Linked DNA regions of Sus scrofa: regions 2 and 3 are each linked to region 1. The links are chromatin contacts, called in public Hi-C and promoter capture Hi-C maps. All regions are on one chromosome and are shown on one strand. Each heading gives the region's core, a stretch centred on a gene start, on an enhancer-like site or on the middle of the called end of the contact. The rest is flanking DNA. Distances are from core to core; before and after follow the strand shown.

The links. Promoter capture Hi-C pulls out the DNA fragments that hold promoters and counts their contacts. A called contact is a pair of places that touch in the nucleus more often than the background predicts.
Region 2: a contact with region 1 is called in a promoter capture Hi-C map of fetal liver, with 2.5 times the contacts expected there. The contact joins the promoter of AQP3 here to the promoter of SMU1 in region 1. A contact is called at or near these places in 1 of 5 promoter capture datasets (fetal liver) and 2 of 47 Hi-C or Micro-C datasets (embryonic fibroblasts and fetal heart ventricle).
Region 3: a Hi-C map of heart right ventricle shows a contact between it and region 1, with 2.4 times the contacts expected there. The contact joins the promoter of TOPORS here to the promoter of SMU1 in region 1. A contact is called at or near these places in 2 of 47 Hi-C or Micro-C datasets (epiblast stem cells and heart right ventricle) and 1 of 2 datasets of contacts at active chromatin or transcription factors (alveolar macrophages).

Annotation. Positions count from the first base shown.
Region 1 is chr10:33,397,230-33,401,043 of Sscrofa11.1, reverse strand. It overlaps SMU1 (DNA replication regulator and spliceosomal factor), which reads right to left and starts at 1,661. Exons shown (of 12, transcript NM_001243898.1): 1 at 1,599-1,661. The coding sequence starts at 1,624.
Region 2 is chr10:33,043,983-33,047,535 of Sscrofa11.1, reverse strand. AQP3 (aquaporin 3 (Gill blood group)) reads right to left here and starts at 2,162. Exons shown (of 6, transcript NM_001110172.1): 1 at 2,054-2,162. The coding sequence starts at 2,161.
Region 3 is chr10:33,863,879-33,867,371 of Sscrofa11.1, reverse strand. It overlaps TOPORS (E3 ubiquitin-protein ligase Topors), which reads right to left and starts at 1,405. Exons shown (of 3, transcript XM_013980194.2): 1 at 1,133-1,405. The coding sequence starts at 1,135. NDUFB6 (NADH:ubiquinone oxidoreductase subunit B6) reads right to left here. Exons shown (of 4, transcript NM_001044554.2): 4 at 2,380-2,539. The coding sequence ends at 2,471.

The DNA.
Region 1 (3,814 bases), core at 412-2,911:
CAGCGGGAACTCCCCAAATACCCTCTTAAAAACAGTTCCTGCAGGAGTTCCCTGATGGCCTAAGGATTTGGGGTTGCCACTGCTGTGGCTCGGGTTCAATCCCTGGCTTCCATAGGACACTTCCACTTACACTCCTAATATGAGACTCCATCCTTGCAAAGAACTCAAATTTGATATAACCAAAATCAAATTCACTTCCTTCAAACACAATGTAATACACAAAGAGCTAAAAGCTTTGGAGATAGGCTGGGATTTCAATCAGAGTTCTTTCACTAACTGTGACTTGCAGACAAGTCAATTAACATCTCTTTGCCTGTTTCCTCATCTGTTAAGAAAAATACCTACCCTGTAGGATTGATCAAAGGGATTGACTACAACACATAGTGTAACTAGCATAGAGAATACTTAGTAAATAGCAGCAATTACTGATCACAAAAACATGCTGCAGCCAAGGCTGGGAGGATGGTCAGTGCCCGATTTTATTCAGGCCCCAAAGGGTGGATTCCTTTCCAACTCCTGCCATAACTGTCTTCACTGTCCATCTTTGCTTTATTTTTCTCCACAACACTTACAGCCATCTGCTAAGCTATCTTACTTACTGATTTTGTCTGCTGTCTGCCTTCCCCATCACAATGTACTTTCCCTAAGAGCAAGGGTTATTGTCTGTTTCGTTCACTACTACAGTCCCAGGGGCTAGAACAAATATACACAGTAGATCTCAGTATTTGCTAAATGAATAAACCTCCCTTCCTCCTATGGCAGATCTTCAGGACAAGTCCTCTCCTTTACACTCAGGACACAAATGTTGTCTGCTGACTTAACTACTAAGCGTTGGCAAGAACAAGGTGGAGGATGGAGTCCTGGAGAAGTTTACTGAAGACTTTCTTCAATCATTCGTTAGTCCCCCTCTCTCCCAAATTTATCATTCTCCTTGCCCAATCTCCAAATTCTGTCCCTCCTTTGTGACTACAGAGCTCACACGCTAAATAAAATTCAGCGCCAGACAGAACCTGATAAAATAGTCGTTCATTCATTCTAAAAGCAATTATTGAGCCTTTACGATGGGCTGGGAATTGGGACTATAATGCAAACGAGTCCCTAGGAGCTATACAGGTTAGTAGGATGGGCAGAAAAACGGTGACGATACCAAAAGCTGTGCAGAAGAAAGCAAAGGACGGTGCACGCACAGGGAGGAAACCACCACGGTGTTCGATGGGGACGGGAAGAGATGGATGGCGTCGAGCCCAGCCCCCTTGTGCTGATAGACCGGAATCCAAATAGGATGGCTAATTTGCTCAGTTACAAGGTACAGCAGAAGTTGGCGAGGGCTAGAATTCAGGTTTTCCAGGAGTCTCCTTCCCCCAGCCCCGCGCCACCTTCCACAGGGCTTTGGGCTTCTCATCTGCTACCTCTCTGTAGGTCCACCTCCAAGGTAGCCAGATCCCAAAAGCTTCTTTATAGGAAAGGAAATGCCCCTCCGCTCCCCAGCCTCTCGGACGCCTCCCCCGAGCAGCTTCCACCACCTCCCACTCCCACCCCCGCAACCCTCTGCCTCCCGGCCCCGGCCACTTCGGTAACATTCCCACTGCAGGACTCACTCCGAGGACTCGATTTCGATCGACATGGCTCTAGCTTCCTGAGCGCAGGCCTCACTCCACTCTAAGGCCCAGCCGCGCAACGCACCAACGACACCTCCGGCGGCCCCTATACGTCACTTCCGCTCGACGTCAGACGCAGGCTCTGGGCGCGGTCTGTACGGAAGAGGGGCGTGGAGTACGTGAGGGGCGGAGCTTCAACTCTTCTGTCGAGAGTTGGAACATAGGCACCGGCTCCTATAGAATCCTTTCTTTTTCTTGGAGGGGAAGTTATCCTTAAAGGACTGGTTTTAAAATTTTTCTTTTTTGGTTTACTTTTTAATTAGTTGACTAGATTTAAAGGTATAGTTGGATTGGGAGTTCCCGCTGTGGCGCAGTGGGTTGAGAACCTGACTGCTGCAGTTCAGGTTGCTGAGGAGGCATGGGTTCAAAACTAGCGCAGAGCATAGGTTACAGCTGCGGCTCGGAATCAGTCCCTGGTTCTGGAACTTCCATACGCCATGAATGTAGCCAATAAAAAAAGAGTTGGATTTACAATACATCTCTGGGAGATTAAGACATTGGAAACCAGTGGCCCAGTTAGCAACATTTGTAGAAGAGTTCATTAAGTTTAAGTGAATAAATGAAAGATTTTAAAGCCAAAACACATTTAAATTAATCTGATTAAGTTTGGGCCTTAGGGATTTGCATATTCACTTCTTCGAAAGAGCTAGATTACTTGTAGCATTTCCAACTAAGTATTTACTTGAAAATGGTTTCACAACAGTGATGCAATTACAAGAAAAACGACGAAGGCAAATACAAATATGTAAAAGGAGATTTGCGACTTCTTTTAATAGACTTTAAGCCATACGTAATTAAATTAGCAGAGACAAGTGAAAAGTAGAGATATTAATGAATTTCATGTAGGTTATTTTTTTAAATATTTTTTTGCCATCCTTTGTAATTTTTAAAAAAATATTTGCAGCACAATGGTAAGAAATCTGTGTTGTAAAATTTGTATTTTTAAGCCATTCCCACAGCATGTGAAATTCTCAGGGCCAGGAACTGAACCCCAGGGGGATCTGTAACAGCAGTGACAACACCAGATCCTTAACCCACTGAGCCACCAGGGAACTCCTGACTTTTAATCTCTGATTGACAGCCAATGCTCAGCATCACAAACTATCCTCATCCATGTTTCCTCTGTAACAGCAGATTTGACTATGACATTTGTTACTTTATATAATCAAACTGCACTCTTTACCTAGTTAGGAAGTTTCTTCCCCCACTAAACTAGTTGCTTATGTAAATCTTCTGTATCCCAACTATATAACCCATCAATTTCCATATCATTCCCATACCCAAAGCATAAGCTTTATTACCTTGCTGATCCCTTATTAGCAATTTGATAAACTGTGACAATTGCTAAATATCAACTTGTCTAGGATATTTCATTTTTTGGTTTATTTTGTTTTTGTCTTTTTGGGGTGGGGGGGGCTGCAGCCACAGCATATGGAGAGTCCCAGACTAGGGGTTGAATCAGAGCTGTAGCTGCCGGCCTATGCCACAGCAACACTAGCTCCTTAACCCACTGAGCAAGGCCAGGGATTGAACCTGCATCCTCATGGATGCTAGTCAGATTCATTTCTGCTGCACCACAATGGGAACTCCTAGAATATTTCATTTTTATCACTAGACAAATGAGGTCTCTCACATCTCTCCACCTGTACATGGATAAAGAACCTCAAACAGGCACACAACACAGACAATTTCTAACCTCTAAAAGGAAGATGAATACACTGCACACTCAAGAGCTGGGTCACAGCCTCCTAGACCTAATTTCTGGTTAATAAACAGCCTAGAGTGACCCCAAGGGAAATCCAGTCTCCTGATCACGTCCCCTTTCCAGAAAGCTGGCCCTTCCCAGAAGTGCATGTCTCTGCAATTCGTCTCCTTAATCCAGCAGAGGGCAGGCCAACCACAGGAAAGCTGCCATTGTAAACTAGGCTAACAGGTGTCCAGATAGTTTAAAAAGGAGAGGTGTATGGGAGAGAGATCCCCAATAAGATGGGCAAAGGAAGTAGAAGGCAAGGTCAATATTTAGGTGCTAAAATTGGGCAACTGTTTGTCCCTTTCTCTTAGGTTAGACCCATTTTATCGAACATGATAACAAGGCAAAGTCTAGAGAAAAATTATCGCATAATTCTACCTGCTCATGGCAAGACATGACTCAGAGT
Region 2 (3,553 bases), core at 913-3,412, 350 kb after region 1:
AAGGACCCTTGTCCTTTCTGATGGGTCAGTGTCCCATTGTACTGGATTGTTAAGCATTTTGATTATCCTCCTTCAGGAGGACCAAGAGATAGTGGGGAAGCCAGCGGGTGGTGATGCAGGGCAAAGGTGTACAAGCAGGTGAGAGCAAAGATCAGAGATTGTAAGTGTGTGTGTGTGTGTGTGTGTGTGTGTGTGTGTGTGTGTGTGTTAGAACAGGCACGTGAGGGTCTGGGGCACCCTGCCTGGCTTGGCAGGCCCTGGCCTCGGCTCCTTGCCCATCTGAGGCCCAAACCTGGCTCCATCCCAGGAGGGCTTGGAGGGGGAAGCTGTCAGAGCCAGTTCCACCACCTTGGGACTAATCTTCCTCTTCCTCCCCGCTCCTTCTCGTCTCCTCACCTTACAAGGGACCCCAGAGAAAGAGGCTTCCCGCTCCCTAAACCCAGCCCTCTTTCTGCCACTGTAGGCTCTAGGGCCCCAGCCCACAGAGGTATGCAGGCCAGCCCTCACCCACCACTCGGGGGTCTCCCAGCCTGGTCCCTCCTCCTTGGGCACGGACATCCAGTGCCTCACAAGCACCTGAGCCTGGAAGCCTTCAAAAAGGTAACACCCTCCTTCTGTGGTCAGGGATAATAAGCCAAATGCTCCTAGGGCTCAGCAGGAGGCCTGACTGCTCCTTTGCAGGAGTGGGGATGGGGAGGCGGGGCTGAGACTTGGGTGGCAGTTGGGAGGCCCTTCTGTGAAGGGAAGACAGCTTCCCCTGTCCTTACTGCTCTCAAACAGGGCTGGACCCTAAATCAGAGAGGGCGTGGGGGACACAAGGCTCTGGGGGAGGAGGTGTTAAGCACCTGCCCGCCCACCCCACCCCCACTTCCTAGCACAGGAGAGAGAAGGGATGACTGGCAGGACCATGAGCTGGGGAGGGGCTGTTGATAATTACCCTGCCTGGCTTCCCCCCTTCCTGTTCCTGGAAGCCAGAGAGTCTCAGCCCTCCTCTCCCCATGAAACCTTGTGGGGTGGGCTACCCAGCCCTACTTGTCCCTGGTTCCTCTTCCTAGTCCCCAGGGAGCTGGCTGGTCTGTCTTACCTAGGGCTGGGACTGGGACACGAGCAGGGTACTAACTGAACCCAGAAGTAACCCAGAGAAAAACAGGTGTAACCACAAGAGTGGCTGAAAATCAGAGAGTAACTGGGACAGGAAATGGAGCCCCATAACTGGTGTGTCCTCCAGACCCAAGAAATGCAAACAGAGTCGCCCCGGAACAACCCAGAGCATAACTGGCGTAACCAGGGAATAATTGGGATGGGGAATAACTGGGGTAGGGAAGTGTCCCTCTCAGAGAACCCCCAGAGTAACTGAGATGCTTCTGCACAGAGGCTGACAGCATCTGTCAGGGTAACTGACCAGGTCTAGGAGTCGCTGAGCACTAGGGGTCAAACTTTAATGACACCATGTCTTCTGTGCCTGAGGCAAGGCTGCCTTCCACTGTCTCCTATCTTCAGGATCCTCCTTACTTCCCTCTCTGCTGTGTGCTGTGTGGCTCCCGCCCTCTGCCCCCAGCCCCCGTGGCAAACTGTCCTCACGTCAGAGGAACTTTTGGACTTTCTGAGGCTTAATTATTCATTAAAAGCCAGGCATCCCAGACCCAAATAACCTAATGGGACCCATTTGTCACAGCTCCCATTACCTCTCAGGTCTGGGACTCTGGAAACCTGGGGAACTGTGGGAGCCAGAAAGGGCTGGAGGTCCCAAGCTGCAGAGTGACCCTCCCTCAGCCTGTGGGATAGGTTCCTGTGAGAGGGTAAGCTATCAGAACTGTCACTGGGGCATAACAGCTGTCATTCTGGCAAGAGTCAGAGCTGTCATAGACGGGGTTACAGCTATGGGTGAAGAGTACTCTGGAAGGGGTGAAGTTTGCCGCGGGGTTGGGGAGGGTCGATCAGAGCTGGGAGAGGAATCGGGGCTGTCTTAAAAAACACAGCTCCTCCTGTGCACAGCGGGACCGGGACTTGTGGGTCTGGAGGCAGAAGGGCTTCTCTGGGTCCCTCCACTCACCACGAGGATAAGGGTCCCCAGGCACTCAGCCAGTGCCTGGCGAAGCAGCCGGTAGCGGATATGGAGCATCTCCCCGCAGCGGGTCACCAGCTCCTTCTGTCGACCCATGGCAGGGGCAGGCGGCGGCGCTGTCAGAAGGCGGGTGGCGTCAGGCGCGGCAGCAGTGGCGGCCAGCACCGGGTGGCGCCCTTTATAGCAGCGCTGCGGCTCGCGCCCCGCCCAGCCGCGCGCCTGCCGCAGGAGTTGGGGGGCCGCCCCCTCGGCTCGCCTAGGGGCTAGAGGCGAAGCTGGATTGGAGGAAAGCTAATGAGGGAGGTAGGGGTATGGGGCGTGAGGAGACTTTGGGGGGAGGATTGGCCCCGGGAGGGCGATTAGGGGAGGAAGTGCCTGGAGCTTGAGACCCGTTTGCGGGATTGCTGAGTCTGAGAGCGGAGGGTGGAGTGTAGACATGTGCAGGACCAGGGCCGGAGGGATTGGAACTGCCAAAGAGACCTGCTTGGCTGGCCTACTGTGAACCTCGCTGCCGTCCCTGCTAAGGTGGCAGTGAGAAGAGACAGGACAGGAAGGAAAAGAGCTGGCTCCAGCTCTCCAGGACTCCTGGACCCAGCATGTCAATCAGAGGCCTGGAGGGAGGAGGCTGTGGTCCCCAAGGGAGAAGAGACCCTCTCATAGTCCAGATGGGAACACATGTGCAAGTGTTGAGTTCCAGCCAGAGTCCATGGGCCCTTGCTCCTTGTGCTATTAGTACACGTCCTGACCAACTGGATTCTCAGCTGTTTCCACACATGATGTCTGTTCTGTGTGTCTGACCACCCGTTCTGGGTATCTTTCATGGCTGCACACACATGCCTGTTAAACATGGCTGGGCTTGGAGTTCCCATCGTGGTGCAGTGGTTGACAAATCTGACTGGGAACCATGAGATTGCGGGTTTGATCCCTGGCCTTGTTCAGTGGGTTAAGGATCTGGCATTGCCGTGAAGTGTGGTGTAGGTCGCTGATGCAGCTCAGATTCCGAGTTGCTGTGGAGTAGTCCAGCAGCTACAACGCAGATTAGATCCCTAGCCTGGGAACCTCCGTATGCCGCCGGGCCCTAGAAAAGGCAAAAAAAAAAAAACATGGCTGGGCTGACAGAGCTTGACAACCATCTACCTCCATGCATTTTGCACATGGCTCCAGAGCCTGAGCTGCAGTTGTCCTGACATGCCACATGCCACATTCTTGCCAGCAGGGTGAGTCCCAGCTGTTTTTAACCCTCCCCACTCCCACTCTAGCTGATCCCTGGCCAGGGGTAATTCTGTCCTTTTAAGAGATTAAGCTGGCTGAACTGGAGGGATGTCTGTCCCACCTGAGGGAGGGCATGGGGCAACCCTGCTCCCTAGGCTGCATCTAATAATTGGGAAACAGGTCTGGTCACTTGGGCCCTACTCCCTCAGGACTGGGGCAAATATGCCCTCACCCCAGTCTCTATTGGCAGCATTGCCAGGGGAGACCACATCTTCC
Region 3 (3,493 bases), core at 156-2,655, 470 kb before region 1:
CTGAAACTCTCTGCTGTACAGATAAAGGAACGGAGTTACACGGAGCTGAAGTGACTTTCGGTTGCAGTTACCAACCAACACCGGGATTCGAATGGAATCCCAAGTCCGAGGTTTACAGTCTTCAGAGACAGAGATCTATTCCAGTCTGGGGATAAACAGGGATTTTACCTATGACCACAGAGCCTTGAAATCGTCCCCAGATGACGTTTTCCTCCTTCCGCACTCCCCGAAAGCTGGATGAAAACTCTGTGCAGTTCATAACTGAGATACTTAGAGACAAGACATCTAGAGCCTAAAGCGGCCCGTTGCCTCATTCTACCGTTAGGCCTCAAATGTGCGCGTCCCAAACATTCTAGAGCTGAACTTACTACAACGGCCCGAGTACAGAACTCCGTCCTTTGGCTTAATATTTATCTGATCTTGCTACCGTTCTGAGCACAAATGTTCAACCAACACTTGTTGATTGGCAGGTACATTAGGCTAGGTAGTCCGTGCCAGGTGATTTCTTTTTATAAGTATCACTGGCATCAACAAGCCATCGCGTTCTCAAAGACTTTTTAAAGAAGCTCAATTAACAAGGACTCCCATAACGATGCGTTAGTTAACATAAAAGCGGGCGGCATTCTAGCTTACTTCAAAGATAAATATACACGAACGACTACCTATGTTGTGGGAACAAGTCCCGGAGGAAACATTAATTCTTCCACCGCTGGACGCCGGTGTAATATTTAAAACGTGGATTTTTTTTTCAAGTAAACTTTTAAATGCACACGACAGTACCTTATCCTGCATTAATACTGCACAGCAAGTGAAGGAAGATCGGCTGACGAGTCAAGCCTATCCCTCTCAGCGGCAAAAACAAAAAACCCACTTTTGAAGTAAATAATTCCTCGTTTCTCTCACCTCCTCCCTCAAAGGCGGGCTAGGCCGCCGTCACGTGACCCGCCCCCAGCTCCGGGCGGAAGAGGCCGGCCGCTCGATGGGAAACGCGCGCGGAGGCGACGGGGCGGGCGCTCGCGCCCGGCTGCAAGATGGCCGCCGCCGCCGCCGCCGCCCGGCAGCCACCGCCCCGGAGGATACTACAAGGCCTGTAGCTTCCGCCCGTGCCCGTGGACCGCCGCCGCCTCCTTACCATGAAGCCAGTGAGTCGCCGCACCCTAGACCGGATTTATTCAGCGGTAGGCCCCGGGCCTGGCGGGGCCCCAAGGGCTCGACTCCTCCGGCCCGCGGGTGGAAGGCCCCGTATTTCTTCAGCGCCCAAAAACTCCAAAATCCATTCCTGAATTAAGCTTTTCACTCCCTCACCTCGACTCCGCCTCTTCCTGGAGGACACGCTCTTCCGCTTCTTACGTCAGGGCGGCTTGGTGTACTCGCCTCCGGAACCCCATTTATTCGTTTGTTATTAAAATTTGCACCTTGGCAACGTGCAGGGCTGTCTGATGGGGGCGGGGAGGAAATGCCACTCACGTGTTTTTGCTTTTACTCCTTTTCTTGCATTTTTCAGTTGCTCCTCGCGGTCGTACTACTCTCATGGGGATATGTCATCTATGCATCAACTGTAGCTGCGCGGCGACAGCTAAAGAAGGAACACCCAGACAAAATGTTCGGGACGAATGAACATTTGTAACGCCTCTGAATTTAATTCTATGTATATACAGTTCTTTACCTCATGCTTATCGGACTCGTCTTGATTCACAATAAAATCCTTAATACAAGTTTCCACTTTCATTTTGGTGTAGTCTTTTGTAATAACCGTTAATGTATTAATTTATCAAATATTTAGGGGTTTGTCTTTTATCATCTCATATAACAAAGAACCTGGATCTGACAGCCTTTCAAGCTAGTTTCTAAAACACTTTTGAAATGCCTCAAAAAGCCTTCTTTAAAACAATCTGTAGTTCCCATTGTGGCTCAGCGGTAACAAACCAGGCTAGTAGCCATAAGGATGCCGGTTCAATCCCTGGCCTCACTCCTTGGGTTAAGGATCTGGAGTTGCATGTGCTGTGTGGTGTAGGTGGTGGACGCAATTCAGATCTGGCATGGCCATGGCTGTAGCAATTAGACCCCTAGTCTGGGAATTTACATGTGTGTGTGGGGGGGGGCGGCCCTAAAAGGCAAAAAGAAAAAATTGAAAGTGTGTAAAATTTCTTATATTTATTGCATGATTTCATTATGTTGCATACCTTCACATAAGACTAGATTACATACTGTAAGAAAAAAACTATCATGTGACTAAATTTCCTACATCCTCTTTCCAAATCAAGAATGGCCAAAAAAGTGACTTGCTCAAATCATTTAACATGCCCAGTTTTTATTTATTAAATAATTCAAAGAGTCTCAAATTGTATAATGTTTGGGAAGAAAAAGACACATATCTGAGAGTAAACTTTATTAAAGTTACTTTTCCAGAAAATATATTCAGTAAGTGTGGTAATATAGCTCATATGCCTTTGAAATTTTAAAGTTATCTTCAGTGATGTTGATCAGGAAATTCTTTCATTAGTGGGATTACTTCTCCAGTTTCCAGGATTGTATCACCCTAGAAAAACAAAGATGCATTAGTGAAAAATCTTGTCTTCAGAGGTGATAGTTCCACCATGTGGATAGACCTTGTGGAAAATCTAGTTCAGCTCTGTCATTCACACTTTAAAAGGGACAAAAGCAAAATAGATGCTGTCTGAAGATAAGCAACCAGTATTCAAAGTCTTAAGGTGTAAGTGAAAGAAGAGGGGAAGTTTCACTCAAGCAAAATGACCAGAAAGAACAAGAAAGTTGACTTTACAAAGTGATAAAGAGATAATCTTTATTTTGCTTAGCCCCAAGAAATAGGAGAATCCCTTGAAAGAAGTTGCAGGGAAACATCTTCACTTCAATAATAAGGAGGTAATGTGTTCCCAGAAACTGAATGTGTTAGGCCATCACCAGTTTACTGTTTGGCTCAGGTGTTGCAGAATGCACACTTTCCCTGGGCAGCTTACAATCACCCCAACAAGAGACACCTCGGTAATGCAGGTGGGTTGTTAAGTGGATTTTAAAAAGAGGTGCCAAAAGAAGAATCATTTATTTTTTTTATTTTTTTTTATTTTTTATTTTTTATTTTTATTTTTTTTGTTGTTGTTGTTGCTATTTCTTGGGCCGCTCCCGCGGCATATGGAGGTTCCCAGTCTAGGGGTTGAATCGGAGCTGTAGCCACCGGCCTACGCCAGAGCCACAGCAACTCGGGATCCGAGCCGCGTCTGCAACCTACACCACAGCTCACGGCAACGCCGGATCGTTAACCCACTGAGCAAGGGCAGGGACCGAACCCGCAACCTCATGGTTCCTAGTCGGATTCGTTAACCACTGCGCCACGACGGGAACTCCAGAAGAATCATTTTATTTTCCAAAGACAGTAGCTGCACCTTTGTGCTTTGTTTTTGTTCTCTTCCATCACTTTTTTGTCGTCTTAGCTGGTTCAGGTGTCTTTCCAAACATAGATATAGTGTGTTTGGCA